Regions from separate parts of the Triticum aestivum genome. Here region 2 is linked to region 1. The links are chromatin contacts, called in public Hi-C maps. All regions are on one chromosome and are shown on one strand. The core of a region is the stretch at or near the end of the contact, and the rest is flanking DNA. Distances in the headings are between cores, read along the strand shown.

Evidence for each region. Hi-C and Micro-C count contacts between places; a contact is called where the count stands out from the background.
Region 2: a contact with region 1 is called in a Hi-C map of leaf, with 3 times the contacts expected there. The contact joins the promoter of LOC123051562 here to the enhancer-like site in region 1. A contact is called at or near these places in 3 of 5 Hi-C or Micro-C datasets (all in leaf) and 1 of 1 datasets of contacts at active chromatin or transcription factors (leaf).

Annotation. Positions count from the first base shown.
Region 1 is chr2D:61,346,091-61,352,914 of IWGSC CS RefSeq v2.1, reverse strand. No RefSeq gene overlaps it. Among protein-coding and RNA genes, the nearest start is that of LOC123051561, 62 kb to the right of the region's middle. Within about 2 kb of position 4,939, at least 1 of the 8 cell types and tissues checked has an H3K27ac peak or open chromatin away from gene starts, as enhancers often do. A contact at or near this core is called in leaf, where this site is marked.
Region 2 is chr2D:61,501,583-61,508,678 of IWGSC CS RefSeq v2.1, reverse strand. It overlaps LOC123051562 (CBL-interacting protein kinase 2), which reads right to left and starts at 1,334. Exons shown (of 2, transcript XM_044474470.1): 1 at 1,036-1,334; 2 at 1-263.

The DNA.
Region 1 (6,824 bases), core at 3,690-6,189:
GCATGGCCTTCTTCTCTTCAGGTTTCAGTTTCTTCTCGGTCACTGTCATCAACATGTTAAACCTCTCAGCCTTACATGCCTCCCTGATGTCGGAATGCTTGACATATGTCTCCTCCTTCTTCGCCAAGATATCCTCGAACCTCTCTGAAAGAACATGTGGTGCCCCCATGTGTGGTTTTGGTAATTGATGACATTCTCTATGGACTAATGGTTGCATTGAGTTATATTTGAAGGATTTGTCCATAGGCATTTATTGAAGTCCATGTGTTGGTTTCAAGGAGTTTATGAGTTGACCAAGGTGCTATTAAGGATTTATCCAAAGATTGGTCATGTGTGAGTTGAGCTTTTTGCAAGCATGTCTTGAAGAAGAAGATTGTGTGAACATTCATGTTTACCTTCAACACATCATCTTAATGAAGAGAGTTGGAAAGATTCAATGTTGATCAAGACTATGTACAAAGAGTGATTCAAGATGATCAACACACAAAGCATAGAAGATGTACCAAGTGGGATCAAGTGATCTCATGGTATGGTAAGCATTGTCCATTACACTTTTTGTACTAACCCGTGGTCTATGTGAGAGTTCTATGTGGTTTTAGGTATGTTTCCATGGGCTTGCATCAAGAGGAAGATATCATACAACCCATGGAGGATGACATCAAGTGGTGCTCGTCATCAAGATTGTGGTGTGCAAGTTCATGTGGAGCATCACGAAGAGAACATGCTTGAAGCTTGCCGTTAATTGTGGTGACAATGGACTTGTGGAGATGTGTCGAAGAATGGCTCACCCATAGTGGAGTATGGGGGAGCAATGAACTAGTCTTCATCGAGCCAACGCAATCAAGAAAGGTGGTCCAACTTGAGGGAGTCACGATCATCATCATCTAGCTCAAGTGGACTATGTGCAAGGCAAAGGTTTGCCCTTGATAAGTTTTCTATTTTATTGGTCTCATGGTGGTAGTTGTGACCTGGTTATAGGATCGATTGTCGTACTATCAAGGGGGCTCTCAAGTTACTAGCTTGATCGTATCGTTCGTAGAGAGCTCAAAACATTGCATCCTTGCATCATCTTTCTTGGTTCTTGTTTGGTGTTTCTCCTTGTGAGTTTTAGAGCTTATGGTCATCTTCATGACAAGCTCGAGTTCATCGAAAATGGAGTTTACATGCATTTTCTATGATGTTGGAGATTATGACGGTTCTTCTCGGTTGGTCGTTGTTGGATGCTACTCATCATCTTCTATTCTTCAAGCTTGAGTTTGCTCAATTCGGAGCTCATCTGCAGAAGTTGTGGAAGTTCTGGTTTTCCTGGAGCATCCGTTTTGCTTGGAAGTGGAATTGGGAGGCGCCAGCGGTAGTATCGCGGCCCCGGAGCGGCAGTACCGCTGTTTCACAACGGTAGTACCGCCCACGGCCACAGGCGGTAGTACGGCTTCGGTTCCGCGCTAGTACTGCCTGGACTCGAGACCTGTGTGTCTCGTGTCGGGTTTAGTGGTAGTAGCAGCGGTAGTAGGAGCGGTAGTACCGCTTGTCGGTGGTAGTACCGCCCCTACTACCGCTACTAGTGCCACCCAATGGCCCTCCTCTCCGTTCCTTCTCCCGTAGGCGCTGGGCGAGGTCCCAATGGTAGTACCGTTGGGCCGAGCGGCAGTACCGCCGCGGCCAGCGGTAGTACCGCCTGCTACGGGCTGAGGATGGGGATAACGGTTGGATTTTTCCCCACCTATAAAAGGGGGTCTTCTTCCCCTTTGAGCCTCATCTCTTGAGCTCGTGTTCTTCCCCCATTGTTGATCTTCTTCAAGCTCGCTAACTCTCAACCCCTCCATGGATTCTTGCTAGTTTTGGGGGGGAAGAGAGAGGAGATCTAGATCCACATTTTGCCAATCACTTTCTCCTCTTTGTGAGGGGAACCCCTTGGATCTAGATCTTGGAGTTCTTGGTGTTGTCCTTCTTGTTCTTCCTCTCTTCTTCCTCCATAGCTTTCATTGCTTTAGTGGGATTTGAGAGTGAGGGACCTGGGCACTCCGTGTGCCCTTGCCATTGCATTTGTTGCATCAGTTTGAGTTCTACACGGTGATACGTGGAAGTTACAAGTTGAGAAGCTTATTACTCTTGGGTGCCTGGTACCCTTGAGCTTGTTCCTCTTGGGTGCTTGGGAGCCCTAGACGGTTGATGGTGTTCGGAGCTCAATCATTGTGGTGTAAAGCTCCGGGCAAGCGTCGGGGTCTCCAACTAGGTTGTGGAGATTGCCCCGAGCAATTTGACGGGTACTGGTGACCGCCCCCAAGGGTTGCCAAAGTGTACGGGTTCGGTGACCGCCCCCAAGGGTTGCCATTTGTACGGGTTCGGTGACCTCCCTCAAGGGTCCCTTAGTGGAATCACGGCATCTTGCATTGTGCGAGGGCGTGAGGAGATTACGGTGGGCCTAGTGGCTTCTTGGGGAGCATTGTGCCTCCACACCGCTCCAAACAGAGATTAGCATCCGCAAGGGTGTGAACTTCGGGATACATCATCGTCTCCGCGTGCCTCAGTTATCTCTTACCCGAGCCCTTTACTTATGCACTTTATTTTGTGATAGCCATAGTGTTTCATGTTATATATCTTGCTATCACATAGTTGTTTATCTTTCTTAGCATAAGTTGTTGGTGCACATATGTGAGCCTAGTTGTTGTAGGTTTTTTGCTTGACAAATTAACCGCTAGGTTTATTCCGCATTTGTTCAAGCCTAAACCATAATTATTTTTAAGCGCCTATTAACCCTCCCCCTCTAGGCGACATCCTCGATCTTTCATTCTCTGTTATCTTGGCCGCCGCCCCTTCTCGCTTCACCTTCTCCTCCTCCAACTTCTTTACCCAGAAACCTCTTTTAACCTTCTTCGGAGGCTCGTGTGTTGGGTTGGTTGGATCACCAATTTCTTCCTCGGTGCCCATGTAGGCGGTCTTGGCGGAGTTGACAATAAGTACCTTCCACTTGGGTTGCCCATTCAACTTGAACCAACAATGCATGAGGATGAAATTCTTCTTCTCCATCTTCATGAACGAATTGCACGCACGGGAAGGCTACAAATTAAAACATTCCCAACAATTTTCGATCCGGCCAAATGACCTAAACATAGATCATATCCGGTCAACAATTTGCATATCCGGCCAAATGATCAACACACTTGTTTGCTCAGAGATTTGGGCACCACTTGGACACCGTCCGATGAGTTGCTTCAAGTGGCCGCAATAATTAGACACGGAATCTTGGATGATGTACCATTGATGGTTCATAGAATCCACCAAATGGTTGTGGATGAGTTCATCGGTGTAGGGCTCGAAATGCTTGTGCTCATGGAACCAAGTGTGAATATTGGCCCAAAATGTTGATCCCTTTTGCTCTATGCCATGGATCGGATCCATGCGAGTGACCAACCACGCATCGCACAACTACTGGTCCTCCCTCATGTTGAAGCTTTCTTCTCTACCCCGTTTCTTTGGATCGGTAGCAAATTCATCTGGATCAAGGTCCTCGTCACCGTCCTCCTCCCGCTCCTACTACCGGAGGCCCAATCTGGCTATGTGCCTGATTGTGTGTACGTGCCCAACAGGGTGTATGTGCCTGGGTGCATGGACTCTGATTCATCCACCTGAATGTCCTCGCTCAAACATATGTGTGTCCACGTTGTCGTACACCGACTCACCCTCTTGACACAGGTCGGTTGTGATAGCCTGACTTATTAGGGGTGATAGACTACTCATATCAATAAGGAATTCCTTCTTTTCCGGAAGCCCATTCAAACAGAACTCCAAAGTTAAGCGTGCTCAGCTTGGAGTAATTTCAGGATGGGTGACTGACCGGGAAGTTGCTCTCGGGTGTGCACGAGTGAGGACAAAGTGCGCAGAAAAGACTAGTATTGATCTGTGGGGCCAGTCTAGATCCCGCCAGGAGTAATGACCACCGGCGGGTGTGTCCTAGATCCCGCCAGGAGTAACGACCACCGGCGGGTGTGTCCGTGGCGTTACATCGGCGAACAGCGTGCAGGCACCGAGTTGCTCCACCCCGACGTCCGTGACCGAATAGGTTGCGACGATGCAGACTCCGAGAAAAGCAGCGGCACGTTGTTGATGTCGACATAGTAAGGCGCGGATGACTGGGACTGTCTACCGAGCTGTTGGGCGGCATAGAAGTAGGGAGCCTTATATTGCTTCAGCCAGGGCGGCGTCTGCACGAACGGCGACGGTGGCGGCGCCCAGTCTCCGCGGTCCCGCCCTGCACCAGAACCGCCGCTGGCACCACAACCACCACCTCTGTCGCCCTTCTTCTTTTTGAGCCGTGTCGCCTTTGCCTTTTGTTAGAGCCAGCGATCTCGCCGTGTCGCCAAGTTGATCTTGCAGGCGGTAGCTTTTGCCAGATCCTCCACCGCAGTCTCCGACAGCTTTTCATATGAGTCCTTAATGCGGGAGCGACAGTGAAAAAGGGCGGGAATTGGGGTGGAGAGCAGGGGATGGAAGAGGAGAGATTTGAGAAAGAGTGATTACGAGCGGGCTTCGGCGTCAGTTTTGGGTGGCTAGGGGTGTCGGAATCCTACGTGGCCGTCCGGACTCTTGCGAAGCCTCTTGTTTGGTTCCAGTTTACGTAAGACGAAAGTCCGAACTGGTCCGCGGATGGATTTGGAACTCCATTGGATGGCTTAAGGGTCCGGACGGAAGTGGGAGGTTTGAAGGTCTTTGTTGAAGATGCCTAAGATTTAATATACACCCTTGCATGACGCAGACAAACTCTCGAATTGTACCGATAATCCATCGTGTGGAGTGCAGAGATGCCCAGCCGTCGTCGCTTGCGAGCAAGGAGAACAAACACCGGCCACGTCATACGGACGACCTCTGGTTGACTGCGTGATCAGATACTCGGCTGACGCACACGGGGCGACGTGGCGAGGCTGGGTAAGCTGGTTCTAATACCGTGGGCCCGGCCCATATCGCAGCTTGACACCTGTACCCTTGGGTGTCCCCTGAGGCTGACCCTTGCACTGCTCACCATCATACATTCACAAAATAACACCGGTACTGAATCACACCTCATGCCTGGAAATGCATTTCGGGTGAACTAAGCATCACAAATTCTTAAATATAATTAGCTTACTTTTTGTTGACAAAATCAAAAGGAATATGCAGGCCAGTAAGGGAGCACCTAATTGCTACTCTTGTTCTCTTGCTCGTTTTCCTCAATGAGAACGTGATCACTATTTTGCCGGTCAAAATAGTCTGTGGACAGAACAACGGCGTGCTTGCTGATCGATCAGTGACCTCGGATCAGATCGATGCCTGGATAGGTGCACTGTTTCAGAGTAAGTGCAGGCTTTTTCCATGAAACTTCTGCACACTGCTGGCTTTGGGAGATTGAACCATTCCCTACCACGAGATGATAAGATTATGAAACGGGCAGAACCAGCGGCGGGGGAGAGACCCTGTCATTTTCCAAAGCTTAGACTAATGGACTCACCTAACCAGACATACATTAGCGACAGAGGAATCAAATGGCAGTCCTAATCCTGTTGGCCAAGGTTGGACTTCTTTTTTCAATGGTTACCTGTCTGAATCGGTGATCAGAAAATTACAATTGGCTGGGAAATATCTGTTCTACTTTATAGTTCAGGCCTAATACAGACATGCGCTGAGCTTTCACTATGGTGTAGAAAAGCCTTTGCTCCAATGGTGTCGCGTTCCGGAGGCTATATACAGTGAAGCAGTGTTGTTGATTTGTAACCACAAATGAGGTACAGCCAAGCATTGTAGGAAACCTAAATTGTATAATGTTCTATCAGCATCAGCATATCTATGCTTACATCACTGCAGAATCCTGAAAATGCAGCGTATATGCATATTCTAGTAAGTGGAAATAAAATGAGAACAGAAAAATTGCCTTGGAGAGCAGGGGATAGCACTGCGAATTGGCCCTTCGGAAATAAAAATAAGAACAGTTCAAAGTTAGAGAAGAAGTGCTCCTAAGATTGTTACCCACCGGCCAAAGGCACATGGGTCCTGGTGCTTTCCTAATATACTGTCCTTTCCTGGTGCTTTCACCTGAAGCAAGCAATTTGCTATGCTCCTCAAACTAAACAAAGATTCAGTCAAAAAAAAAAAAACTAAACAAAGACAAGTAATTCTCCAAACTCACGAGTTGCTGCCACATGCTGATTGATTGTGATTAAGAAAAGGAAAGCCAAAAGGAATTTAAGTGCTACCAAAACAACCATCTCTCTTATGCTGAGTATGATGGACTACTAACTCCATAATTGCTGTTGTTTAATCCTGCTTTGCCCTCTGAAGCAGCTAGTCTCAACTGGAGCAGGCTCCTACTAGTATATTCCAACACCAAATCATCACTTGCATGCTGCAATATGCAAGACAAGAATATACAAACTGTCTGGTGCACTTCGATTCAGCGAGAGTTTGCCGGTTTGTCCCCAAGAAAACTTGGCAGCTTTGGTGGCCAATTGTTTCGTCCAACGACTTAAACAATTGGGTCCCATAATAGATTTGTTTAAGGATGCCTAACTTCTCGCCATACACGTAGAAGATTCTCTTCATCAAAAGATAAGTATTTGCCATTTGATAAGATTTCTTTAGACAATCTAGAAGCATAATCGCGTAAAAATTATACACATAATTGCGTCTACTAAATTAAAACAGGTGAGGCGAGCAGGTCAGCAAACATAGAGTCAAATCGTGTCTCCTACCCTGTTTTTATTAAGGAGCATGGTTTTGCGGCTGTTGCCTTCATCGTCTTTGGCTGCAAATATGGCTGTCGTTTAGGTCAGCACCGGCTCTTCACATCCACAGCC
Region 2 (7,096 bases), core at 85-2,584, 160 kb before region 1:
CTGCGGGCGCTAGATAGCCTCAACCGTCCCCTCCGAGGTGGTAATCTAAGATGATGGTTGAGATGCCACGTCGAACCCCATTGTGCAGAAGCACATGGAAGAAGAGGTGTGTTGTGTGCTGCTGTGAAGCGGTGTCATCAAGGTCAATCAAAGCAGGAACAGGGGTGGCTACCCTGCCGATTCCCTCGCAAGGTAGCTCTCTAGCATGCAAACACATCTCTCTGCATTCCCTAAGATGGTTCCTCCTTGTGGAAATCCAGGTACTGTCAATCAAGAAAGTAAAGGCATAACGTTAGCCATGGAGCAATCTGTAGTGGAGACAAATCATTCCGAAACTAGAAGATTCTTCTATATGCAGAAGAAGGGAAAAATCCCGAAATTAGAAGATTGTTCTATATGCAGAAGATGGGAAAATAAATCTCTTCCGCATACAGGACCACAAGCATATCATACCATAGAAAGTCGGAAACGAACGAAAAGCTAACTTGCATCCCTTAGCCGGATTAAGAGGGGTCTAAACTGCCATCAGATGCGTCCCTTAGCCCGATTAAGAGGCGTCTAAACTCCAACCAGATGCGTCTCTCAGCCGGATTATTAAGAGTGGTGTAAACTGCAATCAACCAGATGCGGTTGTCCAACTTTCTATGGCACCTAGCTGATGGATCTGTTTATCTCCGCGCATAACCAACCTATCACGCCAAAACTTTCTCACTGCCAAAACAGAGGAGACAAGGCCCGGAAACGCGCATCTGACCAAGGAGCTAAACGAGGCAACCGGCACGAACGAACAACAGGAGAAGGAGAAGGACTATCTCCGCTCTGCACATAGAAATCTACTGCCAACTCCCGAGGAAAAAACAGGTGTTTCAGAGACCGCAGACGCACCAAATCGACGAGCCCCCTAGAGCCTAGATGACATGTTTCGGCCCGCTAGATGACATGCCTCGCGCACACAGGTCGCAGACGACGAATCACTACCAAACATAGGGACTGCACTGGAACCGAAGACAGAAGCAGGGAGGCGTGAGTCCGTACCAGATCCCGGCGGCTGGCGACGCGAACGGAACCGCAGCAGCAGCCCCGGAGGTGGCTAGATCCCTTCCCTTCCTCCGCGAAGAATCGGCAGCGCTCGCGAGGAGGGCGGCGGGGTAGGTCTAGGGGAGGGAGGAGGGAGGAGGCGGATGCGTGGGCGGCGGGGCTGGGAGACGGCGGAGTGGTGGCAGATTTGCGGCTCTTCTGTTGGGGGTGGGAGGTTGAGTTTGTTTCTTCCTTTTTCTAGAGTCTGGTGTGGTGCGAGGGAGAGTGTTGTGCGGCGAAAGGTTCAGCTTGAGAGGCGGCTCCGTTTTATACGCGCCGCGGCGGCCAACCCCCCGCCCGCTAGGGATGGATGGATCCGTTCTCGCCGAGAGGGAGAGATATTCCTGCCCCGCAAACCGCCCACCCACCGCCCGCAGCTGTGGGCCGGTAAAATTACGTCCCCGCGGGGCCCGCCAATAATGCGCTGGCCTGTCCGCTGCTGCGACGGACGGACGGACCAAATTAGATCGGCCCGCTGCACCCTCCCACGGCCCTCCTCCGCCGTCCGTTCGGCCAACGAACCGGGTTTCGTATGTCTACGTGTGGATCCCGTGCCTGGCCCTTGTTTTACGTGCGTGATGCTACTCCATAATTGTAGGGTCGCAGCCAAGGATCTTCTTGACCCGCGGCTGTAATTTCTTGCGGATTTTGTAGCAAAGCTCTAGCTGGCCCGATCGTGCTAGATGGCAATGTGCCAGCTTCGAAATCGAAACATCGGGGAATAATACTACTGTTTTTCCTTAGGGGAATAATAGTAATAGTACTGTTGAGTGGCGAAATCCAAAGTATTTACTAGCGCCAGATTTGCCCGCAAGAAGAGTAATAAATAAATAAAGACGCTACGGCGCAACGCGGCCCTACGCCGTCCGATCGGCATGCCTGAGGTCACGAGGATGCCATGGCTAACATGGGGTCGTACGGCCCGTCGCGCCTTAGTAATCTCCAAAGGAAATTTCGCCACTGAGGTCTACGCAGCACGTGGGAGAGATTATCGAAGCACGCACGAATCGGTCCGCCCGCGTAGCCATGTGCCGACCGCCCAGCGCTTCGTATCAGCGATTCGCATCAGCTAGCGGTGCGCGCAGGAGGGAGGAAGGGAAGGAAAGCGAGAGGGAGGAGGAAGAGGCCAAAGCAAAACACGGCGCCTCCTCGTGCCCGGCCGTAAAAGCCCACCTCCCATCGTCCCGGCTAAGTTAGGCACGAGAAAGCGTCACGGTCGGGGCCAACAAACGTACACAATCAGTGGAAAATGGGACGTCCAATCCCCTCCCACGCCCGTAAAGGCGATGTGTTTTGCTTAGAATAGTGGCATTATTATTCCGGTGGCTCGCTTGGAGCCTTGCAGCCCATGCATGGCGTCGAGAGACCGGAGGCATATATGCGACGATATGCATGCAGTGTTGTTGCTCGATCCGTCTCAGGGCGACTCCTTCCAACAGACGGGGGCAAGAGCAATGATGCTATGCTTATTTTACGATATCTTTGGCACACAGAGTGGTCAATGCTGCTGCTAGTATTTTAGCACGAATTATGGAGGCTAGAAAATTGGCAAATCATCCCCGGCCGGGACGGACGGCTAGGCTAGGCTAGAGCGGAGCAGATAGCTTTTTGGAGAACCAATGAGACATAGAATATGCGTGCACTCCGGCGGCCCGGCCAAGCAATGTGGTGATGATGTAGTACGGTACGTTCTTCATCGCTTCCTACACCTGTCCTCCAGTCCAGTCGGTGCTACCCCCAACTACAAGCCTCATTATTAGAAAGCTACATTTTCGGTGAAGTGGACTTTCAGAGAAGCATTCTCTTTTCCACTCGAATAGCTTTTCCTTTTTCGGTTTGTCATCGACTATGGGAAAGAGGTTTTCGTAACATACTATGTATTTTGCGGCAATCCACACTTTAAAAGAAAAATGGGTCAATCTTCTATATGTGCCACATGTTGTCTTGAAAGCATGACTCATGTTCACGCCAGGGTGCCTTCTGTTTTTGTGGCCAAGTTTGCCCTACCAAAATTTTGAGGTGTTGCTTTTCCATGATTTCACTAAAGAACTAGTGAGGGGCTAAAGAAGCATTGAGGGCATCTTCAAAGTTGACGTCGAAAACGGACATGGTATACGGGGTCGGCCATCTAACACTATGCCTCAAAGGTCTACCTTTGTTATTATTTTTTAATATCAAAGACAAGTGTAGTGTGGATTTGGGTGGAGTGATGGTCATTTTACAGCATATGCTAGCCTTTCACCAAATGCTATACACCGTGCCAAATGCTAATCAAGTACACCTTTCGCCAAATGTGTAGTACCATTTTCATAGCTTCCGTCAAATGCTAATCATCTCCTAGTACACCTTGCACCAAAGGGTCCAAGTGCTAATCACCTTCCAGTACACCTTTGGCCAAATGCCTTTGGTCATTTTCAACGCTTCCGCCAAATGCACAAATGCTAATCACCTTTAAGATGCCAGCCTTCCGCCAACTTAATTATCTTTCACAGCGGGTTCCGCCATCCGAACGAAGAGGAAGAAGGGTACATGGTGGCTTTTGGTTCATTGTGTGGACATCCGGACTCCCGCAAAGTCCCACTGGTTTACTTCCGGTTTGCGGATTTTTGGTGATGCCCTAACATGCCGAAAAAAGTTAGCAGTAATCTGGACAACAACAATGTTTTGATCATGGCCTAAAATTTGACAGGGTAGATTTTGTTGGCTATCCAAGCATGGCATAGATATCTTCACTCCCATCCGCGTCCGAAAACAAAGCTTACACATCGCCCCGTGAAGAACTCGCGTGCCAACCGGTAGGGAGTTTGAGGTGGCCTGTAGCCGTAGGTACGCGTACCGGCACTAGCACGCGAGGGTGTTGGCGTCGGCGTACTAACCAAAGTATGGAGTAGCTTAACCATCACTGATGACATGGCCTAATCGTGGGACTCTCGTTCTATTCATTTCTTGTACGCTTCGCTCGTCCAGATCGGTTGCCAAAGCCGTGACGACTGACGGCTACTAAGGACGAGCTAGCTAGCTGTTGATCATGCATTATTAGAGGCTACGGACGATGCAGACGCAGATGCGAGGCATCTTCAAGGAAGGAAGAAAAGAGGGAGATGCGTTTTTTTCTTTTTTGAAACTAGAGATGCAGATGTGTTGAGACGTCACGAGCTCAGAGTCACTTGCGAAACACCCAGTGTGCAACTCTTTGTATAATAAATAATAATAATAATAATAATAATATACGTCGAGTGATATTTTAGGAAAACACAGAAGTGTTATTTTGCTCCTAGGTGAACTGTAAATTTTGGAAAAATAGCAACAAAATTCAAGAAATTCTCATTTTCCATGACGAACATTGCTGAATATTTTACCAACATGTAACTTTCGTGATGAAGAAACATTCACATCACGATTTTTGCATGTTGGTTGAACACTCAACAAAGTTTGTCAAACATTTTTTTTTTCTGATTTACGATTCACGCGGTGCATACTCACACGAGTGCGGAAACTCCATGTCCCGGCGTCCTTTTTTCCATGAGAATAGCTAGGTTTTCCTTTTCCAATTTGTGTTTTGCTTTTCCATAATTTGGCTAACATTGGATAGGAAAATGAACTAGAGGTGCTAAAGAAGCATTGAGGGCATCTTCAACGTTGATGCCTAAAACGGACACAGTATCCGTCCGTGGACTGTTCCGGACTCGTCCACGAACACGGATACGGGGTCGGCATCTAACGCTATGCCTCAAAGGTCTGCCTTTATTTTGAGAAAAATAGCAACGGCAAAGTGTAATGTGGATTTGAGTGGAGTGATGGTCATTTTACAATACATGCTAGCCTTCCGCCTAATGCTAAACACCATGCCAAATGCTAATCAAGTACGCCTTTCGCCAAATGTGTAGTACCATTTTCATAGCTTCCGCCAAATGCTAATCATCTTCCAGTACACCTTTTGCCAGATGCCTTTGGTCATTTTCAAAGCTTTCCGCCAAATGCACAAAATGCTAGTCACCTTTAAGATGCTAGCCTTCCGCCAAATTAATTATCTTTCGCAGTGGGTTCCGCCATCCGGGAAGGATAGATGGTGGCTTTTGTTTCGTCGTTTGGATGTCCGAACTCCCACAAAGTTTCCCTAGTTTGCTTTCGATTTGCGGGATTTTGGTGGTACCTTCACATGCCAAAAAAAATTAGCAGTAACCCGGACAAGAACAATGTTTTGATCATTGCCAAAAAATTGACAGGGTAGATTCTGTTGGCAATCCAAGTATGGCATAGATATCTTCACTCCCATCCGCGTCGGAAAACAAAGCTTACGTACATCGCCCCGTGAAGACCTTGCGTGCCAACCGGTACGGAGTTTGAGGTGGCCTGTAGGTACGTGTACCGGCACTAGCACGCGAGGGTGTTGGCGTAGGCGTACTAACCAGAGTATGGAGTAGCTTAACCATCACTGATGACATGGTCTAATCGTGGGGCTCTCGTACGGTTCATTTCTTGCACACCTCGCTCCTCCAGATCGGTTGCCAAAGCCGTGACGACTGACGACTACTAAGGACGAGCTAGCTAGCTGTTGATCATCCATTATTGGAGGGCACGGACGATAGATGGAGACGCAGATGCGAGGCATCTTCAAGGAAGGAAGAAAAGATGCAGATGCGTTGAGACGTCACGGGCTCGGTGTCTCTTGCGAAACACCGAGTGCAACTCATCATTATACATATTTCAATAAAAGATGCAAGTCTAAGAAAAACGATTTTCTGTTTTTGTTTCTTCTTACAATTTTGAGGTTCACCCGGCACATACGTATTTACCCGATTGCAAAAACTCCATGCCCCGACGTCCTTTTTTCCCATGAGAATAGCTAGGTTTACTTTTCCGATTTGTCATCGCCTACCGAGATGATTTTTGTTCGAATATGTACATTTTGTGTTGTGGCAATCTGCCCACTATATTTTAGCTTGTACTCCCTCCATTCGGAAATAAGTGACATTGTTTTAGTTTAGGTTCACTTATTTCCCAATGGAGGTAATGCACAAATATTTAGTTGGGCTATCATGCCTTGAAAGCATTGGATTTCGCGGGAGTGATGAGCATATTCTCTGCCTCGGGAAGAACTTTACGTGCCAGCCACAGTGCAGGGCTCGAGGTGGCCTGTCGGTACGTGTAGCGGCACTAGCACGCGAGGGGGTGTTGACGTAGCACCCAAAGTAGCTTGACAATCACCGATGGCATGGTCTAGTCATGGGGCTCCATCGATTCATTTCTCGGACGCTCTGTTCGTCCGGGTTTGGTTGCCAAAGCCCTCACGACTTAGAGCTGTTGATCATCTATTATTAGAGGCTACGGACGACGCGATGAAGGAAGATAAGATGCAGATGCGCGCGAGCTGAGACGTCCCGGGCTTGGTGTCTCTTGCGAAACAGAGTGCGCAACTCCTGTATCATTGTACTAATCAAGACGTACGTACGTGGTGGTGGTGGCACCGTAATCATAGAGGAATTAATTGTGCCTGCATGAGTGCCATGCATTATTGTACAAAGCACCGGCCCCATGCATGAAGGGTCGCGTGGCATTGCTACGTGGCATGCATGCGAGCTGGGCCTGGTGATGTGTGCAAGCTTGGTGGATGCTTGCTTGTGTGCGCAGAACTTGGCTTGCACGGTGACTTGCTATCTTTTAGACGACGGTGTCGTGATTACTCGAAACACCATGGGCGGGGTGCGGTTCACTGTCGAATCGTCCAGTGGCGGAGCCAGGGGGGGCGAGCAGGGGCCTGGCCCCCCCTATCGATCGTTGAAACGTTAAAGCAGGTAGGTCTAACTAGCGATAATATATGTGATTTTCCATACTCGCCCCCCACCCCCCCTAAGCGTAAATTCTGGGAGACAATGAAAGCCCATGAGAGAAAAAAGGAAAAGCCAATGAGAAAGCCCAATCGACAGATCGACCACCTCCGCTCCTAGTCTCCTAGGTCCTGGCGTCAAGCGTTGCATCTGTGATCTGTTTTGTGATTAGCACATGAGGGCAATTAGGT